Regions from separate parts of the Macaca mulatta genome. Here region 2 is linked to region 1. A link is a contact called in public Hi-C data. All regions are on one chromosome and are shown on one strand. Each heading gives the region's core, a stretch centred on a gene start, on an enhancer-like site or on the middle of the called end of the contact. The rest is flanking DNA. Distances are from core to core; before and after follow the strand shown. Region 1 has its middle 49 kb from the start of GNA12. Region 2 holds the start of SDK1 (sidekick cell adhesion molecule 1).

The links. A called contact is a pair of places that touch in the nucleus more often than the background predicts.
Region 2: a contact with region 1 is called in a Hi-C map of fetal cortex germinal zone, with 3 times the contacts expected there. The contact joins the promoter of SDK1 here to the enhancer-like site in region 1. A contact is called at or near these places in 2 of 14 Hi-C or Micro-C datasets (fetal cortex germinal zone and fetal cortical plate).

The regions. Positions count from the first base shown.
Region 1 is chr3:36,898,130-36,900,989 of T2T-MMU8v2.0, forward strand. No RefSeq gene overlaps it. Among named protein-coding and RNA genes, the nearest start is that of GNA12, 49 kb to the left of the region's middle. Within about 2 kb of position 1,377, at least 2 of the 40 cell types and tissues checked have an H3K27ac peak or open chromatin away from gene starts, as enhancers often do. A contact at or near this core is called in fetal cortex germinal zone and fetal cortical plate, where this site is marked.
Region 2 is chr3:37,304,494-37,307,353 of T2T-MMU8v2.0, forward strand. SDK1 (sidekick cell adhesion molecule 1) reads left to right here and starts at 1,420. Exons shown (of 45, transcript XM_077996063.1): 1 at 1,420-2,097. The coding sequence starts at 1,800.

The DNA of each region.
Region 1 (2,860 bases), core at 127-2,626:
TCAGGATTACAGGCGTGAGCCACCGTGCTCCGCCTCCCTCCTTTTCAGGTAGATACTGTCACTGGATTTGGGGGCCCACCCTAATCCTGTATGACATCTTAACCTGATCACATCGGCAAAGACCCTATTTTCAGATAAGGCCCCAGTCACAGGCACTGCAGACTTGAGCATATCTTTCAGGGGGACATAGTCCAGTCAGTCCAAGAAAACCACACAGCAGCTGAGAAGGGAGAAAATGCGGAGGCCAAGGCAGGCCTGAGCCCCACACCAGGGGAGGAGGGAGCAGAAGCGGGAGAGGGGCTTAGGAGCGGGTGGGCAGGGGAAGGGGCAGCAGAGGGAACACCGCCACAAAGGCCTTGCACAGAAAGAGTTTTGGGGATCAACAGGGGGCCAGTGTGGTTGAATGTAGCTAGTAGGAGGAAGAAGGTTCTGGAAGGGGCCAGGTCATGTAAGCAGGGCAGATTGTTCTCATTTAATTCCAGCGGCAGGGGATCAGGTGCTATAGCTGTCACCTGTTATCCCAGCACTTTGGGAGGCCCAGGTGCTCCGGAGGGTTGCCCTGGCTTAGGAGTTCAAGACCAGCCTGGGCAACATAGCGAGACCTCCTCTCTACTAAAAAATCCATAAATAATAGTAATTTCAGGCTGGGCATGGTGGCTCACACCTGTAATCCCAGCATTTTGGGAGGCCGAGGTGGGTAGATCACTTGAGGTCAGGAGTTCGAGACCCACCTGGCCAACATGGTGAAACCCCATCTCTATTAAAAAAAATATACAAACATTAGCCGGGTGTGGTGGTGCAAGCCTGTAATCCCAGCTACTTGGGAGGCTGAGGCACGGGAATCGCTTGAACCCGGGAGGCGGAGGTTGCAGTGAGCCGAGATGGCACCAGTGTGCTCCAACCTGGGTAACAGAGCAAGACTCCATCTCAAAAAAAAAAAAAAAAAAAAAAAAAGAAAGAAAAAAAAATTAGTAATTCCAGTAGCTTCCAATGGGAAGGGCTCAATCATCAGAGTGACATTCCAATTTGTGTTCCAGAAAGATCCCTCCATCAGGGATGGATCTTCATTCGAATCCATGGATAGAGAATTCAGGGAGTCTGAATGTTGAATGGAAAAAAAAATGACATCATTATTTTCCCTACCCCCTAATAGAAAGTGAGCATTTCCTTGCATTATGAATGAATGGAAGCAAGAAAAAAAAAAAAAAAAAAATAAAAATAAAAAATAAATAAATACAAAATAAAAAAAATAAAAAAAATTGCAGAGGTGTGGCACAGCGCCTGGGACGCGTTCACCAGTAGAAACACGGGTGTCTTCCCATCCGGCTGTAGCTGCCGCAGGTAGCGTGAAACACCAAGCGTGCTTGTCACAACTCCAGAATAACGACAGCTGTTGGCCCCGCCGCCAGAGCTTGTTATTCAATCCTGTGATTTAACGCATTCACACACACAAAAAAGCATGCAAATTACCGGATTACCCATTTGCTCTTTAAATATTTTGATAAGAAAGTTGGCTTCCTTTGCAATCCTGTGTGTTTTATTTCACGCATTTGAAAATGTTATTTTGAGAAGGGGGGGTCTCTGGGCTTTCAGAGGCTCAGGGGAGTTCGTGGTTCAGATGGGGCAGAGGGTGGGGCTGGAGAGAAGTAGGGGATTTGAGGTGTCTGTTGGGGTTCAGCTGGGAACCGGGGCTGAGGCTTGGGCTTCGAGCTTGAGTGACTGGCGGGTGGGGATGTCATTGGCGGAGGGGGAAGAGGAACAGGTTTCCTCTGTCCAGGGAGAAAATGTTTGGTTTGTTTTTTAAATTTTTTTATTTAGTTTTTATTTTTTTGAGAGGGAGCCTCCCTCTGCAGCCCAGGCTGGAGTGCAGTGGCACGATCTCAGCTCACTGCAAGCTCTGCCTTCCGGGTTCAAGTGATTCTCCTGCCTCACCCTCCCAGAGTAGCTGGGATTATAGGTGCCCGCCACCACACCCAGCTGATTTTTTTTTTTTTTTTTTTTTTGTATTTTTAGTACAGATAGGGTTTCACCATGTTGGCCAAGCTGGTCTCAAACTCCCAACCTCAGGTGATCTGCCCGCCTTGGCATCCCAAAGTGCTGGGATTACAGGCGTGAGTCACCGTGCCCAGAGATTTGTTTGGATTTGTACACTGAATTTAGGGAAATTCAAGCAGAGAAACCAAGGGGATCTGGTTCTACTAGGCTGGCCACTTAACGGCTGGGCTGGAGGTGCCTATGTGGGGGTCCCCTGGCATGTGGGAGGTCCTCTTGCATGGGCTTACTGGGTCCTCACAGCCACTTCGTACGGTTCATCACCCAGGCTTTCTAGTGTCACGTTACCTCCCTGGGGTTACAGAAAGCTGTCTGAGAGCCCAGGTGTGGCCATTTCCATCCCTGGGGCTCCACATCATCCCACATTACGGGCATCTCCCGGCCAACAGACACCCTAGGACTCCTCACTGTGAAATCACACGGGATGGCACAGCTGGGGGCCCGGCTACTCCGTCACCAAGACCCCAGGCCAGTGGTGGCTCATGCCTGTCATCTCAGCACTGAGGTGGAGGATCGCTTGAGCCCAGGAGTTTGAGACCAGCTTGGGCAACATAATGAGACCCTATTTCTTACAAAAAAATAAAAATAAAAAAAAAAATTAGTCGGGTATGGTGGTGCACGTGTGTGATGTGTGTAGTCCTAGCTACTCAGGAGGCCGAGGCAGGAGATTGAGCTCGGGAGGTCGAGGCTGCAGTGAACTATGATCATACCACTGCCTTCCAGCCTGGATAACAGAGCAAGACCTTGTCTCAAAAAAAAAAAAAAAAAAAAAAACAAAAACCAACAACAAGACACCTAATGTTCACCC
Region 2 (2,860 bases), core at 170-2,669, 410 kb after region 1:
CAACAGAAGATAAAATCAGACATGCCTCTCGGCCTCCAGTCTCATCTCCATGCCCTCAGGGCGCTGTCCTCTTCTAGCTTGTCCCACCTATGAGCCCTCACCATGTCCTCAGAACAGGGCACCCGTGGCTCATTTTACTTTTTTGCCCTTGCTAGCATGGTGTGGAAAGGGGGCAGAGGGCAGGCCTCTTTCTGAAACCACCTCCGGTTCCCTATGTTTCTTTCACGTGGTTATTGTTAAGTCTTAGCGGACGTGTACGGAGGCTAATACTGAGCCGCCAAACCATAGGCGCTCTGCGAGCAGGAGCTGGCTCCTATCCCAGACCCCGGCCCTGTGGCCTGCTCTCCACTCGCCCCTGGTCTTTCTTGGCAGGGACAATAAACCTACTAACGGTATCAAGTCTGCATCAGGTGCTTCCTGGGGAATCAGCCCCGTGCTGGGCGCACACCCAACCCAGCCCCTCTGCCTTCATCTCTTACGTGATCTCATGCAATCATCACACGCCCCCAGGCTCCTCCTGGGCCAAGTCCAGCGGCAGCTGAGTGCGTGTCACCTCCAGCTCTCCTCCCACAAAAATGCTGGCCTTCCAGCCTCCAGTGTGCTTAGTTCACCCCATAAACTCTGCTAATGCTTACCACATGCTGAGCGTCGGCGCCCGTCCCCACCCCCAGCCCCAGAGGCTCCCGGGTCCCGCACCAGGGTCGACCCTGCCCCGAGACTCGCCCACTCCACGGTGGGAAACAAGCAATGTGTCCCTCCCTCCCCCGACCTCCTCCAGCCCCGGCCAAAAGTGACCTTGGTTGGACGCTTCTACAACGCCATGTCCACTCCTGTGAACAGGCGGCGAGTTTGCACCCAGTGATGCCTTTGGTTGCTGGAAATTAAAAACCCGATTGCGCGTGTTTGCAATTACGGTAACTTGGCGCGTCACCCCCAACACTGAGCTCGCAGGTGGGAGCCGGGCGCCTCCCGGAGCGCGCCCCCTCCGCCCTTTGCCCGGGGCTCTCGCACGATCTGTCCCGCGTCTTGCTGCACCTGAGCCCTCCCCACCCGGGCGCCCGCACCGCCGCGGGGCCGGGCGAGGAGGCACCACCCGCGCCCGCCCGCGCACGCCCAGCCAGCGAGCCCGCCCGGGGAGCGCGTGCCGAGACGGCGCCGCCTGCAGTCCCCGCTACGGGTCCCTAGGGGGCGCAGCCGGCGCGGGAAGCCGCCCGAGCCGGGCGCCGGAGCAGGCAAGAAATTGCAGGCGGGCGGGCGCCGCGACTTTGAAAACAAGCGAAGGCCTGGGGGGCGGGCCCCGGGAGCGGGCGCCGCCTCCCTCGGCCAATCAACGGCGGGCGGCAGGCGGCGGGCGGCGGGCGCTGGCGGCGCGTGCGGCCGGGCTGTGAATGGGGAGCGGCGGCCGCGGCGGCTGAGGGCAAGCGCGACGCGCGGGCGGGCGCACTTTCTCCTCAGCGCCGGGTGGGGGCGGCGGTGGCGGCGGCTCCTCAGCGCCCGGCGGACCCCTCGGAGCGACCGCGGCGGGGCCCGGCATCCCGGCCGCGGTGGGCTCGGGACTGCGTGAGCGCCAGACGCGAATTTCCCCCGCTGACAACTTCTTCTCTCCCGGCTCGCCGCCGGCCCGCGCCGCGCCCCTCACGCGGGGACCCGGGACGCCGCCCCTCAGCGCCGGGCGGCCGCTCACCTCGGGCCGGGGTGCGCCGCGCCGCCCGCGGAGTGGCCGCGCCCGCTCGGAGCCGTCCAGCCCGTCCTGCCCGCCCGTCCGTCCGGCGCGGCGCTCGGGGTGGCGGCTGCTCGGCATGGCCCAGGGCGCCCGGCCCTTGGCGGCCGGTGGCGGCGGCGGCGGCGCGGAGCCCCCTGAGCGCGCGGGCCCCGGGCGGCCGCGGGGATCCCCGCCCGCCGGCGCCCGCCCCTCGCCGGCGCCGCGCCCCGGCCCCGAGCCCTCGGGACCCCGCGCGGCGCCCGAGACCCCCAGTGGGGACACGGCGGGCACGGGGCGGCGCGGCGGGCGGCGGGCGGCAAAGTTGGGGCCGGGCCGCCGCGGCTGGTGGGCGCTGCTGGCGCTGCAGCTGCACTTGCTCCGGGCGCTGGCGCAAGGTAGGTGCGCGCGGGGTCGCGGGCCGGGGGCGCCGCCTCGGGGCGCAGAGGCGCGAACTTGAGTAGCGAGAGTGTCCGGGGTCCCCATACCGCCCGGCCCGGGTCGGATGCGCCTCGCTGGGGCTGCAGGGAGCCCAGGGGCTTCTCTACGCCGGACTCGGAGGAGAGGGAATCTGAGCCCCTTAGAGCCTGCACCCCGTCTGCTGCTTTGCATTTTATTTCATTTTTTTACATCATGGTAGCACGAACAAAAATTTTTAAGTTGAGACCCATTCCTCAGCTCCCTAAAAGGATGCCCGAGTCCGCTTCCTATTGCTCGGATGAAAAAGGGGCCGGTCTGTACCTGAGTGTTTGCACCGCAGGGTCTGGTTCCCGGTGAGTGACATCCACAAGACTGCAAATATCAAGTGCCAGTCGCCGCGAAAAGCGTTTTCCAGCCCCTCCCCAGGGCCCCGTCCTCTCCCCAGTCCCTGCCGGCTCCTGACTCCCCCACGTCCCGATGCCCGACCCCAAATGGGTGCTGCGCGGCCGGTGGAGCAAAACTTTCAGTGCCCACAGCTTTTGCACTTGGCTTTGTTTTTCTCCCTCTGTTGGCTTCTGTTTAGAATACAGTGGTGAGCTCTGAAATAGAGAAAGAGGATCTGCTGAATCGAAATGACCTTTTGAAAAGAGAGATGGGATCTCTTGTGAAACGAGCTTTCCCTCCCAAATCTGGGCTTCCCTCCACAGGCCCCCCCACCCCCAAACCGGTAACATACCCCTG